2 separate regions of the Mus musculus genome follow, and region 2 is linked to region 1. Evidence: chromatin contacts called from public Micro-C data. All regions are on one chromosome and are shown on one strand. The core of a region is the stretch at or near the end of the contact, and the rest is flanking DNA. Distances in the headings are between cores, read along the strand shown. Region 1 holds the start of Taf9b (TATA-box binding protein associated factor 9B). Region 2 holds the start of Fgf16 (fibroblast growth factor 16).

Region 1 (6,720 bases), core at 3,594-6,093:
TGACCCAATGCAAGTCTCCCAGAGCTGTTTCTGGATGTCTGATGTGGCCAGAATTGATATAAATTTTCCTGAAGCAAACCCAATGTTGAAGTGCCCATGACCAATATAAGTGGTCTAAATTGCTGGAAGGGATTCCCCTTGGGTCATCTATAGCTAGACCAGGAACTTCCCTAGGTGTCTGAACTGGATCTTAGTTTTCCAGGCAGTTGTGAGGTACTTAAAGCAGTCAAAGCTGTATGGATGACAGTTGAAACAATGACCTAAGAAGCAAAGGTTTGATTAATAGTTTGTGCAACCTCTGAGAAAACGCCCAAAAAATAAAAAATAAAAAAATAAAAGAAAATGCCCAAGCAGTAGATGTGCTTGCCACAATGCTAATGGACATGTACTTCTAGAAAACCTCAAAAACTGCAACAGTTTTAATTCCAATCTGACCTCCATTTTTTTTCCCTCAGTCTGAGTCAGTCACTCATTTCCACTCCCTGAAAGTTGCCTGTAAGGAAGGGTATCAGAAAGGAAGAGTCAGATAACTGTCCAATTAGATAGTCCAACTGCTGGTGTCTGAGGGCTTTGGTTACTTAAAAGGAAAAGAAAACGGGTCTTGAGAGATGGCTCTGCCCTTCAGAGCACTTACTGCTATGGATTGTGTGCCGCACCCATATCAAATGGTTAGCAACCACCTGTAACTCCCGTTCTAGGAGGTCCAATGCCCTCTGGCCTTCACGAGCTCCTGCACTCAGGTGGTACATACACTTATGCAGGTACAAGTAAATAATAAATCAATCCTTTAAAAAGAGAAAAGAGAAACAACACTAAGGGATCCTGACAACAAATACAAACCTGAAAATAACATATATTTCTTCAATAAATTTTACCGAATAGTGCTTAATCTCTAGCCAAACATGTGTGATGATGGTTGGATCCTTCTGATCTTCCAGGACATGCACACTGGAATAGGAAGGACAATTACAAAAATAGAGCATACTTAATAATATACAGAAAAAGATTATAAAATTGCCCATGGTAGAAAGGGAAGTAGAAAGACATAGGGAGACCAAATCCAGTTTGCTCACCTCACAGTAAGACTCCAATATTGAGTTGAAACCAACTGCAACCATACAGATGCGGCAGTCAATGCCTGTAATTGCAGCACTTGGGTAGCCGAGACATGAAAACCACAATTTTAATACCTGCCTGCACTACATGGTGAGTTCAAAGCCAGTCTTGAGCTATATAACCACACACTGTAAAAGAAAAAAAAGTCAAGAAATAAAGAAAAGAACAATTGTTGAAATAGTTTAGACATTCAAAAATATAGAGAGTCAAATGGGTCATATCTTACTACCAATCATACTTTCTACAAATGTTCCTTCTCATTTTTAAAAATGTGTACTTGAACACAATGGAGTTTCATGCCACTAAATCGATTCATAAAGACATTAATAAAACTGTAGAAAATATATAACAAGTTGTTGCTATTTTATCCAAATACAAAGCGCAAAAGTTTGCTTAGTTGTGTTCATATTCAAAGAACATGCAAATATAAATTATAATATATTCCATTTCATAAACTGCTAGCAAAGAAAATCGCAAGCTATCAACTAACTAGGTGTACTATATACAAGTCTTCTATGTAATTGTGAAGAATAAGGATGTGATTTTCTTGTCTAGGATATTAAAGATTTCATAATGGAAGTTTTCATGTATTTTCCAGTTTCCTTAAAACAAATGGGGGTACTTGAAATGTTTCAGTTTTCATAAATAGAAGGAATAACTTACTTAAGACATGTGCCTGCAAAGTGATTGTCATAACAATTGGCCATAGAAAAGATATTAAAATGTCGGTCTGGTATAAATTCGAAATTTTTAAGGTGGGAAAGAAGGAAGTGCATTTAATTTGGAAATACACTGGGGGGTAAGAATTGACAATATGCTGTTTCTCCAAAAGAGCTTGATTTTGGAAGATATGATGAAACACCATGAACAAAGTTACCGTGGGCAGGGAAGGATTTATTCATTTTACAGTTGTACTCCATCGTATTCAGGGAAGTCAGGGCAGGGACTGAAGTAGAGAAAACAGAGGAGTGCTGCTTGCTGCCTTATTGCCCATTGCTTGCCCAGCCTGCTTTGTATACAACTAAAGACCATCTGCTCAGCAGTGGACCACCCACAATGGCCTGGGCCCTCACACATCAATCATCAATCAAGAAAACACTCCAAAGACTTGCCTTAAAGGCCAGTCTTACAGAGGCATTTTGTCAGTTGAGGTTCCTTCTTCCAGACACCCTGGCTTGTGTCAAGTTGTCAAAAAAAACAAAAACGAAAACGAAAACAAAAAACAAAACGAAAACAAAAACAAACCCTAATCAGCACAGACATTATGTGTAGGTTGTGAAACAACTCTCATTCAAAAAAGAAAAATAAAAGAGCTGTCTGTATTTGAAAATAAAATAACTTCAGAGCACTCACACACACACACACAGACACACACACACACACACACACACACACACACACACACGCGCGCGCGCGCGCGCGCGGCGCGCGAACACACAAAGTTACCAGAAAAAGCATCAGAGTGAAACAGGACTCTAATTTCTTTACAGTAATCTCTCTAAATCTGTTTTCTTGGGTTGTTTTGGTTTGGTTTGGTTTGGTTTTTTTGCTTTCCACAATTTCAGTTGCCTGTTGTCAACCATGATTCAAATTTATTAAATAAAAAATTCCAAGCCGGGCAGTGGTGGCGCATGCCTTCAATCCCAGCACTTGTGAGGCAGAGGCAGGTGGATTTCTGAGTTCGTGGCCAGCCTGGTCTACAAAGTGAGTTCCAGGACAGCCAGAGCTACACAGAGAAACCCTGTCTCGGAAAAAAAAAAAATCCAGAAATTAACGATTCATGAATCATAAATCGAAAGCTGATCTCAGTAGTATATTAAATTCTTGTGTCCTTCCATATTGAGTCATCCCTTCGTCCAGTGCACTCAGCTATACACGGATTTCACCCAAGAGTCAGTAACTATTTTAGTTGTCATATGAGCTGCTGCAGTGCGTGGGGGCAAATAACTGTTATTTTACCAACAAATGGTCCCAAGGCACAAGATAAGTAATTCTGGACATTTGGATACAGCAAAGTAAAATAACTTACTTTGGGAAAGACGATAGAAACAAGATACTCTCATATTTTGCATAGACAAGTTTTAAGTCAAAACTGTAGGAATTAAACGGCGCTTTTTCTTTTCTTTTTAATTGTTATATACTAGGTACAAACTACTCATTTATTAGTTTCTACTTGCTTTGAAAAGGTAATCGTTGGTTTTGAACACTGGTCAGCTGGCTTACGAGTGGGGAAAAGACGCTACGGGCGGGACAAGGAAGAGCTAGGGAGCAGGGCGAGGGGGGGCTGCGAGGGCGGGGGAGCAGGGCGCGTGGCTCAGGGCACGTGGGGCGGGGGGCTGCGAGGGGGGAGCAGGGGGCGGGGCTCGGGGTGCGTGGGGCGGGGCTTGGGAGCCGTCAGCGTGGGTTCCGCAAGAGCATCAAAGTTCAAGATGGCTGACCAGGAGTCGGATGCGTTTGACCAGATTGTCGAGGAGGAGTCGTCCTCGGATGAGGTAAACTGCCCTACCTAAACTGAAGGGTTCGCTAAGCCCCGAAATGTTAAATCTGTGAGAGGTACTCCTGGAGAATTTTAAGTAAAACAGTCTTTGTTATAACTACGAGGCCCATTCAGTTGTGAGGACGTGAAAGGGCCTCATTTGGTAGGCCTAATTCTCTAATCTTCGTAAGCGGTCGGCGGAAAGATGCTACTATCAACGCTCTAGAGCTAGGTACCAACGAGATGGGATGTAATTTTGTGAAGTTACCCTGATAGGACTTGTCGCTAATTAATGGGCCTGGTTGTGTCTGATCCAGGTGTCCTGGCAACCTTTTCGAAGGCGGAAGAGAACAGGGCTGTTGAGAAACGTAGGAACGGGATTCTCGGACTCGTTTTAAACCAGAGACTGTTAACTTCGTAATTCTAAGGGTAGGGGAAGTAGAAGCCATGGCGTGAACCTCGTGAACCTCGGGGTACTCACGCCCAGGGGCATTTGTGGAATTCAGAGGTCATCAGACTTGTCATGCCGGAAGAGCGTTTAACCGCTCGAAACCTCTCTTAGCCGGTCCCTATTCTGAAAATATATATATATATATGGGAGTGGGCAATCTGGGAGACAAAAAAGAGTCCAGTTTCCACCCTAGAGGCTGGAGCCCCTCAGACCGTGAGGACGTAGGGAAGCCGGTGCTTTTGTAGGCTAGACCAAATCCCCACGTGTGAAGAACCGGATCTACTGCAGTGGCTTTCCCCCTTCGAGATGCTTTCATGCAGTTCCTCAGCTTGTGGTGAGCCCCCAACCATAAAAGTATTTTTGTTCCTACTTTATCATTGTAATTTTCTTGCTGTTATGAGTTGTAATGTAAACAGCGTATGCGACCCCAGTGCAAGGGTGGTTCGACCCCGAAGGAGTCGCAACCCGCAGGTCGAAAACCTCTGGTCTATTGGGTAGGGTTCCCAGATTTGAAAAAGATTTCCTAATGCCCACTTAAATTTGGATGTCAGCTAAGGAGCAACTAATTTTGCAGTATCAACATGGCCTGTGTGCCGAGGTGGTGATACACATTCGTTGTTAATGTGATATTCAAATGGAACGGGCTGTCGCGTTTGCCAGAACCATGTTCACCCAGCGGCCGAGTGGAGGAAGGGCCTCTGAGGGAATTCCAGGAAACTCCGAGGACCAGTGGGCATTAAGTGGGAGTGAGGATGGTCGGAGGGGAGCTGGCGCTGCATGGCGCAGAGTCGCTGAGCATCGCTAGGGCGACTTCCTCCGCACCTCTCCACCTCCGAACCTGCATGGGCCCCGGGTAGCCAAGTCCACACAGGTGGGGGCTGGCGGCTGGGAAGCAGCCCCGGCCGGGGAGCTGCGTGCTAGGACCGCCTTCCATCCCCCACAGGGGTGGAGCCAGACCGAGGTGGAAACCGCCTGCAGCTCTATCTCCGAGGTTGAGGAGCCGCAAGAGAAAATGGAGCCGGCCAAGATGGCGCCTATCAAGAACGCTCCGAGAGATGCCTTGGTAAGCGCGCGCGGGGAGCAGGGCCCGGCGCACTCCGTAGCATTGGGACCTGTGAGACAGGCCAGCCCGAGCGCTTGCCGGGGGAGCCCGAGCGCCTGGCGGGGATCGCGCGCCGTTTGCAGCCGGTAGACGTGGCTGGGAAAGGGCAGTGGAGTCCCCCTGTCCCTGGGGCTCCGTCCTTGCTCCTGGGGAGCCCCTCCAAAGGGCTGCCGCGGGGCTTTGTCTCGCTGGCCCGAGGCCACCCCCACCCACAAGTCCGCAGCCTCCTCGCTTCACGAGGATTCCCTGACTGCGACATGGGTTCTGATGCTAGTAGCTTCCCTCGCTGACAGATCCGAAAATGACAGCCAGCTGGACCCACCCCTACCTCTGCCTGGAAAGCCGGTAAAGGCCATTCTTGTGCCTTTGCTCCCACCCTTGCTAAAAGTTTTCAGCAAGAACATATGCCTGATTTTGTGTGATCACTGATAGGCAAACACTGGGAGAGGCACAAGGAGGAACGGTTTGCTGCATATAAAAATATGCCTTCCATCCAGCCTTGATTTCTTTCACTTAACATCGCGCATTCCGTCTGGCATTTTGTCTTTCTTTGAATCCACAGGTGATGGCACAGATCCTGAAGGATATGGGAATCACAGAGTATGAGCCAAGGGTTATAAATCAAATGTTGGAATTTGCTTTCCGTAAGTTAAATAAGTGAATACACCCAAAACCTGACCTCATGAATTAGAGAAGCTCGTTTGCTATAACACTTTAAACCAAAAGCAGTTGTTACTAATCTAGAGATGAGTAAAGCACTAAAAAGGAGCGCAAGTTAAGGGGTTGTAGTATTTAGATATGGCATGTCCGCATAAGTAAAGTATGCGAATAGGACAATTAGCGATTAAAACCAAAATTCATAAAGGTTCCAGAAATTAGCGGAACCTTTAAAAACCAGGGAGCATAAATAGTAAGGTGCTTTTAGGTTAGTCTTGGTTATGCATACTGTAATCTAGCCCTTGAGAAGGAGAGGCAAGAGGATCGGAAGTTCCAAGGGATCCCTTGGCGATATAGTGAGGCCGGTATGGGCTAGTTAAGATCCTGCCTTGAAATCTCTTCATTCGTTTAAGAAAAAATTATTTTGCTCTTAAAGGATATGTGACTACAATTCTGGACGATGCAAAGATTTATTCGAGTCATGCTAAGAAACCCACTGTTGATGCCGATGACGTGAGACTGGCCATCCAGTGTCGGGCTGACCAGTCCTTTACCTCTCCTCCCCCAAGAGATGTGAGCAAACGTTTATTTGCAGTTTTTCTTACTTACACTTTAAAAGGTATATTTCTAATGAGTATTTTTCTCTATTAGTTTTTACTAGATATTGCAAGGCAGAAGAATCAAACCCCTTTGCCGCTGATTAAGCCATATGCAGGACCCAGACTGCCACCTGATAGATACTGCTTAACAGCTCCAAACTATAGGCTGAAGTCCTTAGTTAAAAAGGTAAGGTTTTCTGGACAGGTGTAGTAACTAGTGCCTATAATTCCAACAGTAGGGGTGCTAAGGCAGGAGGATTAGGGGTTCAAAGCTGTCTTAGGCTACATGAATTGCTTATGTCAAAACGGAGGACAGGGG
Region 2 (7,485 bases), core at 4,512-7,011, 460 kb after region 1:
TTGGATTTGTGTTTTTGTTGAGGGAGGGTAAGCCTCACAAGCATACAGCTAATTTCACTCTGTCGTTTGCTTTGTTTGAGGGCTTTTCCATCATCCCTCTCTCTCTCTCTGTATAGATCCATAGCCTATCCCCCAAAACCCCACTGAATTCAGGCCTTGAACGTGCTAGGTAAGTCATCTACCACTAATCCCTGCGTATTTTCTTGAGGGTCTGTGCCCCTTTGTATTTCAGTGTCCTCTAAAAATATTGGTTTTGGTGCTGGAGATTGAACCCAGTACCCAGAGTATTCTGTGTGCATTTTAATTATATGTAAGTCGGTCTGTCTCTACAGTGGGGAAATGTGGCCCAGTGAAATGTAACTAGCAATGGCTTCAGGGATTTCACTGAGCAGTTAGCTCATTATGAAGGTGATTAGCAGGATTATTGAAAAGCTAATATAGGGCTGACAAATGGCTCAGCAGGTAAAGGCACCTGCTTTCAAGCCTGCCACTTGAATTCAATTCCAGCGACCCATGAAGAGGCAAGAACAGTGGGGGTGGTAGATATGCCTTGTCCAACACCCCCATTCCTCTCTCAACACCCCCCACTCTCTCTCTCAATATACCCCCTCATTCTCTATCTCTCTCTCCCAACACCCCCCTCATCTCTCTCTCTCTCACATACACTAAAGAAATAAAATGTAAGTAATTTAAAAAGTGTAAATTAGGACTGGCAAGATGGCTCAGTGGATAAGGTCAATGGCTGCCTAGCCTCCAATCTGAGTTTGATCCCTTGGGATTCACATGATGGAAGACGAGAACTGACTGCCTAAAGTTGTCCTCTCATCTCCACACAAGCACTGGTGCTTCTCCTTCCTCCCCAACCCACACAATCGAAAATAAAATTTCAAAAAAACCAATGTAAAACTGGTCGCCATTATCTGGATGTAGAGGCATGTATCCGTGCTGCTAATCCACAGGAGTCTGAGGTAGGAAGATAGGTAATTCAAAGCCAGCCTGGGATACACAGGGAGATAGGGAGACTCTGTCTGGAAAACAAAATAAAAGAACACACACACACACACACACACACACACACACACACACACACACACACACACCAGGTAAATCGACACAGGGCTGTAATCCCAAGATTTAGGAGGCTAAAAGAGGAGGATCCCAAGTTTGAGGCTAGCCTGAGCTACACAGCGAAACAATGCCTTTAATCATTTGTTTTTGAGCCGGGCATGGTGTCGCTTTAATCCCAGCACTTGGGAGGCAGAGGCAGGTGGAATTCTGAGTTCGAGGCCAGCCTGGTCTACAAAGTGAGTTCCAGGACATCCAGGGCTATACTGAGAAACCCTGTCTCGAAAAATAAAACAAACAAACAAACAAACAAACAAACAAAAACCCAACCAACCAACCAAACAAACAAAAAATCATTTGTTTTTGATCTTACATAGTTCAGGCTGGCCTTGGAAATTGAACTTTGTACGCAGCTTCCATCTCCTAGGTGCTGGGGTTACCTTGATGTTTTTTTTGTTTTGTTTTGTTTTGTTTTTTAATTAAAAATGACTTAAAACATAGTTGTAAAAATAGAAAAGAAAGTGGAGCTAGGCTGTAGTCAGAGATCTAGTTACTAACACAAGACAAGGAACTGGCCTACCACTCTGCCGCGGGTCCTGGCAGGCTCATGCTGGGGTTGGTTCTGTGTCTGGTTCTACTGTGTCGAGAGAGGGCTGTGGAAAAACATAAGCATGCTCAAAGTAGCATGTCTGTCTGGCAAGGATATTCCACAGCATGCCTTGACTCTGTTCCGGGTGCTAAACTCAGATGGATACTAGGGCAGGTTACCTCTGAGCCTCCAATCACAGCGGGTCCCCCTTTCTCTAAATACCCTATACCTCTGACTACTCTGAGCTCATTAAGTAGCAGAGAGCAGCCTGTGATCTCACTTTGAGAGACCTGGTATGAGAACAAAATCATGAAACCCAAGAGGTGTGGCCATTTGAGTCACCACATTTTTTTTCTCCAACTCTCTGTGAACCCTGATGCCAAAGGACAGATCATACAGGATGTCGCTTGGGTTGAGTCCAGTAACAGGGGTCTCCAACAGCTGGAATCATCCCTGCCCAGCTGTCTTTGGGCATCATTTGCCTTTGCCAACTTTCCTATTAGTTGGATTCAGACTGTGGGAACCCGGTGGCACATGATGATGGAACAGATATTTCTAAACCTTCTGCTGAATCCAGGCCAGCGTGAGAGGGGAGAGAAAACAAGCCATTTTCATATTTTCCCAGCTACAGCTGGACAGGGGTGTTAACAGAAAAGCGTTGAGGCAAAGTACTAAGTAGACAAAGTTTGTCATCAGTTCCTTCAGTCCTTCGAGGCCCAGGACCTCCATCTCCTCTGCCTCATCTTGACCTGCCCACCTCATGCTCTGGCATTTTCTTGACAGTTTCCAGACTCTTCTCTTCTTACACCTCTCTCCCCAGGGCCTCAATCAAAACGGATCTGTCCTGGGCCCCACTGTTTCAGAACCTAGCTAGATGACTGGCTAATGTGTCATTTAATCTGCTTCCCTCAGCCATCCTGTCAGACCTTCGGGGCCAAGACAGTGCTGCGCTGGCCCTTTGCCAAATAAGAACCAGATCGTTCCAAACCCAAAGCAGCTGCTGCAGCCTGCGCCATCCCACCTGGCAGGAGGCCTCTCCTCCAGTCTAGCTCCCAAGCCCTGCCTGTCAGTCCACAGGTGCCCCTCAGGAATGTCAGGCTCCCTGTGAACCTCATGTAAATGCCACCAGCCAGGCGGGGACTGAACCACTCCTGGCTACCGGCTGCAGATGGAGAGCAAGGAGCAAGTATGGTGCCAACAGGTTATTATTTGGAGTCGGGGCTGCACTTGGGCTCAGCCTGACTTGTTTAGAACACATGGATTCCAGGGTAATCCTTGGCCCCCCCCACCCCCTGCTCTCCAATTACAACAAATAGCTATTTACTTTACATGGCCTTCGGAGACTCCCCCCCCCCCCCCCAAGCAGAGATCTATAATATTTTATATCTTAAGTCTGGCCTACTTTACCCTGCTGGAATGTTGACTGCTAAAGCACTTATGGAATGTTAAAGTTTCGATTTATTGAATACTCTGGCTGATTAACTCAAATGTGGAGGGAGGAGAGTGTGAGCAAACTCAAACCCCACCTCGTCCTGTGCCAAAAGCTAAACTGAGCAAGAGTGTGTTTGCAAGTTGGCAGGGGAGGTTATGAAGAGACAGTTTTGACCGGTTATCATTTCCTTTACAGGAAATGCACAGAGCTGCCAAGAAATCAGGGAAGGAGGAAAGGGAAAAGGGGATGTGGAGGGGGTCTCAGGCAGCTTGTGTTTTCTAAAAGGCCAAACCCAAACTGAAGCAAGCCCGGTTAAGCAGCAGTGCAAACGTCCTCCGTCAGCCTTACTTCCTTTGGTTTCTCCTTAAACTTAACACCCTGAGCAGGTCTGGGAGATGAAAAGAAATCAAGATGTGTCTTTAGGGAGGCAATTAAAGACCACTTATCCCAAGAGCCTATTACTGACTTATGTTGACCTTGTAGATTATTGGGCTCAGCTCAGGCACAGAGGCAGACAAACATAGCAGCTGGGGGGCAGTTCACAGTTTTACCAATTTCACCGCCCCCCAGCCCACATTTCACTATCATTTAGTGACTTTGCTTTTATACACATCCATATAAATGCACACACACACACACACACACACACACACACACACACACACACACACACACACGGGTCTTTTATACATTATAGCATAATAGCTTTAGGCCATTTCTGGGAGCCTCTGAGTTGAGGGTGGGAGTCCCAGTCCTTACGAAGAAGAACAAAAGGGGACTGCAAAATCGCAAGTGATGGGAGGGAAAGAAGCCAAGTTAACACCCCCTCTCCTCCCACCCGCCTCGTCACCCTTTTGAGGACCTGCTGCAAGTTTATACAGACACCTGCAACCCTCCATTACCCCTCCCAACCTACTGTACTCCAGCTCTGTTTGAGTGCATTTTTCCAAGATGACATAGACCTCATTACGGTTCCTGCCTGCTCCCAGCAAGGAAGGCCAACCCTGGTCTTAGTTGTCTGCTAGGCTTGGCCTTAAGCTGCCCCTCGGCTGCCCCCTCCTCTGCCCCCATTTTCTTTCATTCTTTTCTTTTTTCTTTTTCCTTCCTTCCTTCCTTCCTTCCTTCCTTCCTTCCTTCCTTCCTTCCTTCCTTTCTTTCTTTCTTTCTTTCTTTCTTTCTTTCTTTCTTTCTTTCTTTCTTTCTTTCTTTCTTCTGAGGACTCCAGACGCAGCTCTAGAAAACCATGGATAGAATGCGAAGATGGGAAGGATAGGAAAAAAATGAACCGTGTCCTGCTTGAGGGTAGCAGAGCTTCGGACTGGCTTGGGGGCAGAAAGTGCGCTTCTTGCATTACAAGGACCTAGGGAGGAAGCCGAGGACACTGCGGCGGAGGAGAAAGGCTAGCTGTCACCACACCTGTTTGATGGCTTAATAATGAATAGGAAATTGAAAATAAAAAACCCGGCAAATTACAGAAGAGGGAACACAGTTGCTTAGAAGCCTAAAGATTGCCGTCCCAGATCAAGGTTTATATTAATCGTGTAATTAGTTCTGTATGGCGATGCAGGCAGCTGGGTGCTCTGAACAATCTGTACAGTCGCAGGCTGGCAGAGGCAATCTTGCCTGGAGATTAGACATTTCCTGTTTCTGGGGCTGGCAGTGGGTTCGGGGCAGTTCCCTCACGTGGGCGAGGAGTAAGTTCTGGGCAAAAGATACCCAAGACTTGTTCATAGGCAGTGGGCACCCCAAGGTTTTTCTAGATTCTCAGCTCCCAGGCTCCCAGGCTCATGCTGTGCTGCCTGGATTGGCTTCTACCCTGGGCAGAGCCACCCCTGAGGATGACCAGTGCCATGACGGCCGGATCCCCGTCAGATAAAAGTGATTTGGGTAAGGGCCGCTGGCCCGTGGAGGCTCCTGCTCTGGGCGATCAGTCGCGACGGGTCTGCCACCCTTAAGACTCCTCTGGCCGCGGTCCCCTGCCTCCTAGTCGAGGACTTCGGCTCCTCTCCAGACTCCACCTGCTTCCCTCGGAGACCCGACGATGGGCTCTCACGGGGAACCCCTTGCTCCGGGAGGAGGGAGGGTGGAGCGGCTGGAAGAGGCCGCACCGCGAGGCGCCTCCGCCCCCTCCGGGGAGCGTCGCGGGGCGCGGGGGGCCACCGAGTCCCCGCCAGGCTTAGGGCCCTGCCACCGCATCCCACCCCGACGGGTCCGGACGGCGTCCGGTGCTAGAAGGTTCGGGGGGACCCCTGCGGGACAGCCCCGCGTCGACGGCTCCCTAGTCCGCGGTCCGTCCGCTCCCTCTCCCCCACCACCCCTCCACGGCCGGGTCCTCACCGAAGCGGCTGTGGTCGTGGCGGGTGCCGTGCACCGTGCCGTTGGGGAAGATCTCAAGGTGGAAGCCGGTGCGGCAGTAGAGCTGGCGGCGCCGCAGGATCCCCTTCAGGTGGGCGAAGTCTGTGGGCGAGCCGCGCTGCAGCTTCCCCTCGATCTGGCCCAGGCGCTCGTTCAGGAAACCCGGGGAGTCAGCTAAGGGCACGTTCCCCAGAGAGGAGGAGAAGCCGTGCAGGTCCCAGTCCAAGGAGGCAAAGACGCCCCCGACCTCCGCCATGGCGGGGCCGGCGGCGGCGCGGGCCGAGCCGGGGCCCCGGGGCGCGAACTGCCTGTCTTGGCGGCGGGCGCGGGCGGGCGGGTCGGCGGCGCTCGCTTGCTCGCTCGCTCGCTGCTCGGCTCCGCGCTCTGCCCAGCTGCAGCACACGTCTGTTCGCGTCCAAAGAACTTCTCAGCGGCGGGGAGCGTGGGGCAGCGCGCTCCTGACCTTGCTCTCAGTTAAAGTTCGGCTTCCCCTCCGCATCCATCTCTCCTGGCCTCTCATAGCTGGCTTCCTGGAGCTATCAGATGCAAATGGCACTTTATATACGTACCCACTCCCCTTCCATTGACATATTGGATATTTAAATACAAGCCACACCTCACTGGCATCCCCTCAGAGATTGGTGTGTGGGTTCTTTCCTTTTTTCCCCCCTTCTCGTATCCATTTGGCTCTTTTTGGGAGAGGGGGGTGGAGGCGGGGAGCGAGCGAGCGAGCTTCACTCCCTCTTTTATTATGAAAAAAATGGCAGGAAAAAGCTACACATTGCAGTGAGGCATAACTGCTTTTGGCAGGTTTTCTTAAACTGCTGATGAAATAACGGAGCCCAGTACGTGGAGGCCATTGGCGACCACGGCCACGCAGGCTAGTTCCTCCGGGGTCTGTCTGTCGGTCTGCTGCAAGGGCCACCCCCGCCTCCCACGCATCCTCCCGCTGCTCCCCTCTGGGAAGTGCCGGAGACCGGGGCTGGGGGGAGGGAGTCCTCGCGCTGTTGAGCTCCTCTTCTCTGGCCCAAAAGAGGCTGCGGAAGGGGTATCTGGCCCGGGACAGGGGCGCTCCAGCTCCTTTGTTCTGCTGCCCTTTAGTCCCACTCCCCACCTGTAGGTCCACAGGGGTCTGAGGAAGCGAAAACGTTCTGGAAGCCAAACGCAGTTGCAGCTGTAAGGTCTTGAGAGGTGGTGGAGGTCCCTGCAGGCACCAAAGGGTGGGGGCGCTTAAAGGGTCTGGGAGGAGCGGGAAATCCCAGAGGGAAAGAAGACTTTTTAAAAAGGACGTTGTGGCTTAGACATAGAGGGGTGGAGGCTAAGACATAGAAAGCGATCTTTTTGAAAAATGATCTCCATGGATTTCTGGGCGCGCTTTTACAAGGCTCAGGAGAGCAAGCTCTGTGAGAGGCCATTGGAAGCCTGGTGGGGGCTCTCCCCCTATACACCTCTTTTCTTGTTGGAAACAGGTGTTTCCTCGCTCTGTCCTGTGCCCTGTTCCAAGAAACTCTATCAGGAAGAGCGGCCGTCAGGGGTGGGAACTGGCGGCTGCCAGAAAGAGAGGCTGGGTGGAGAGGACCTGGCGAGCAGGTGCCTGCCTGCCGCAAGCCCCTGCATCTCTGCCCCGCACCTGAACCCCACGGTCCCTCTGGGCCTCTGGCGCTCGCCTCCTTCTTCCTTATTAAATGGCGTTGTTGCTTGCAGTTTTCACACGCAGCAGGCGCTGGCCGCCTTCCCAGGTTCTGGTAGTGACTGAACCCCCAATCCTACCCTTCGGCGCCTTTACTGCGCCTCCTGCTGGAGACCCCACCGAGCCACAAGTTCAAATTCAGGGTTACCATAAAATGAGTAAACAAGCCTCCCCACAACTCAGTGCAATTTGAGGCCCTACTCTAAGGCTCCACGTGCACCCTGTGCTCACATCCTGGACCCATAGCAATTCTTAGTTTGGAACAGCACTGTGGCTTGTTTCTGCTGTGCTTCTTTAGCTCAGAGGGACTCTCCTGGGCCAAGCGCAATGCCTGGCACATATAGACACTCAAAG

The links. A called contact is a pair of places that touch in the nucleus more often than the background predicts.
Region 2: a Micro-C map of embryonic stem cells shows a contact between it and region 1, with 3 times the contacts expected there. The contact joins the promoter of Fgf16 here to the promoter of Taf9b in region 1. A contact is called at or near these places in 1 of 39 promoter capture datasets (embryonic stem cells), 1 of 484 Hi-C or Micro-C datasets (embryonic stem cells) and 1 of 9 other capture datasets (liver).

Annotation. Positions count from the first base shown.
Region 1 is chrX:106,217,965-106,224,684 of GRCm38.p6, reverse strand. It overlaps Taf9b (TATA-box binding protein associated factor 9B), which reads left to right and starts at 4,843. Exons shown (of 7, transcript NM_001001176.2): 1 at 4,843-5,106; 2 at 5,708-5,789; 3 at 6,239-6,375; 4 at 6,454-6,588. The coding sequence starts at 5,056.
Region 2 is chrX:105,762,753-105,770,237 of GRCm38.p6, reverse strand. Fgf16 (fibroblast growth factor 16) reads right to left here and starts at 5,761. Exons shown (of 3, transcript NM_030614.2): 1 at 5,424-5,761. The coding sequence starts at 5,697.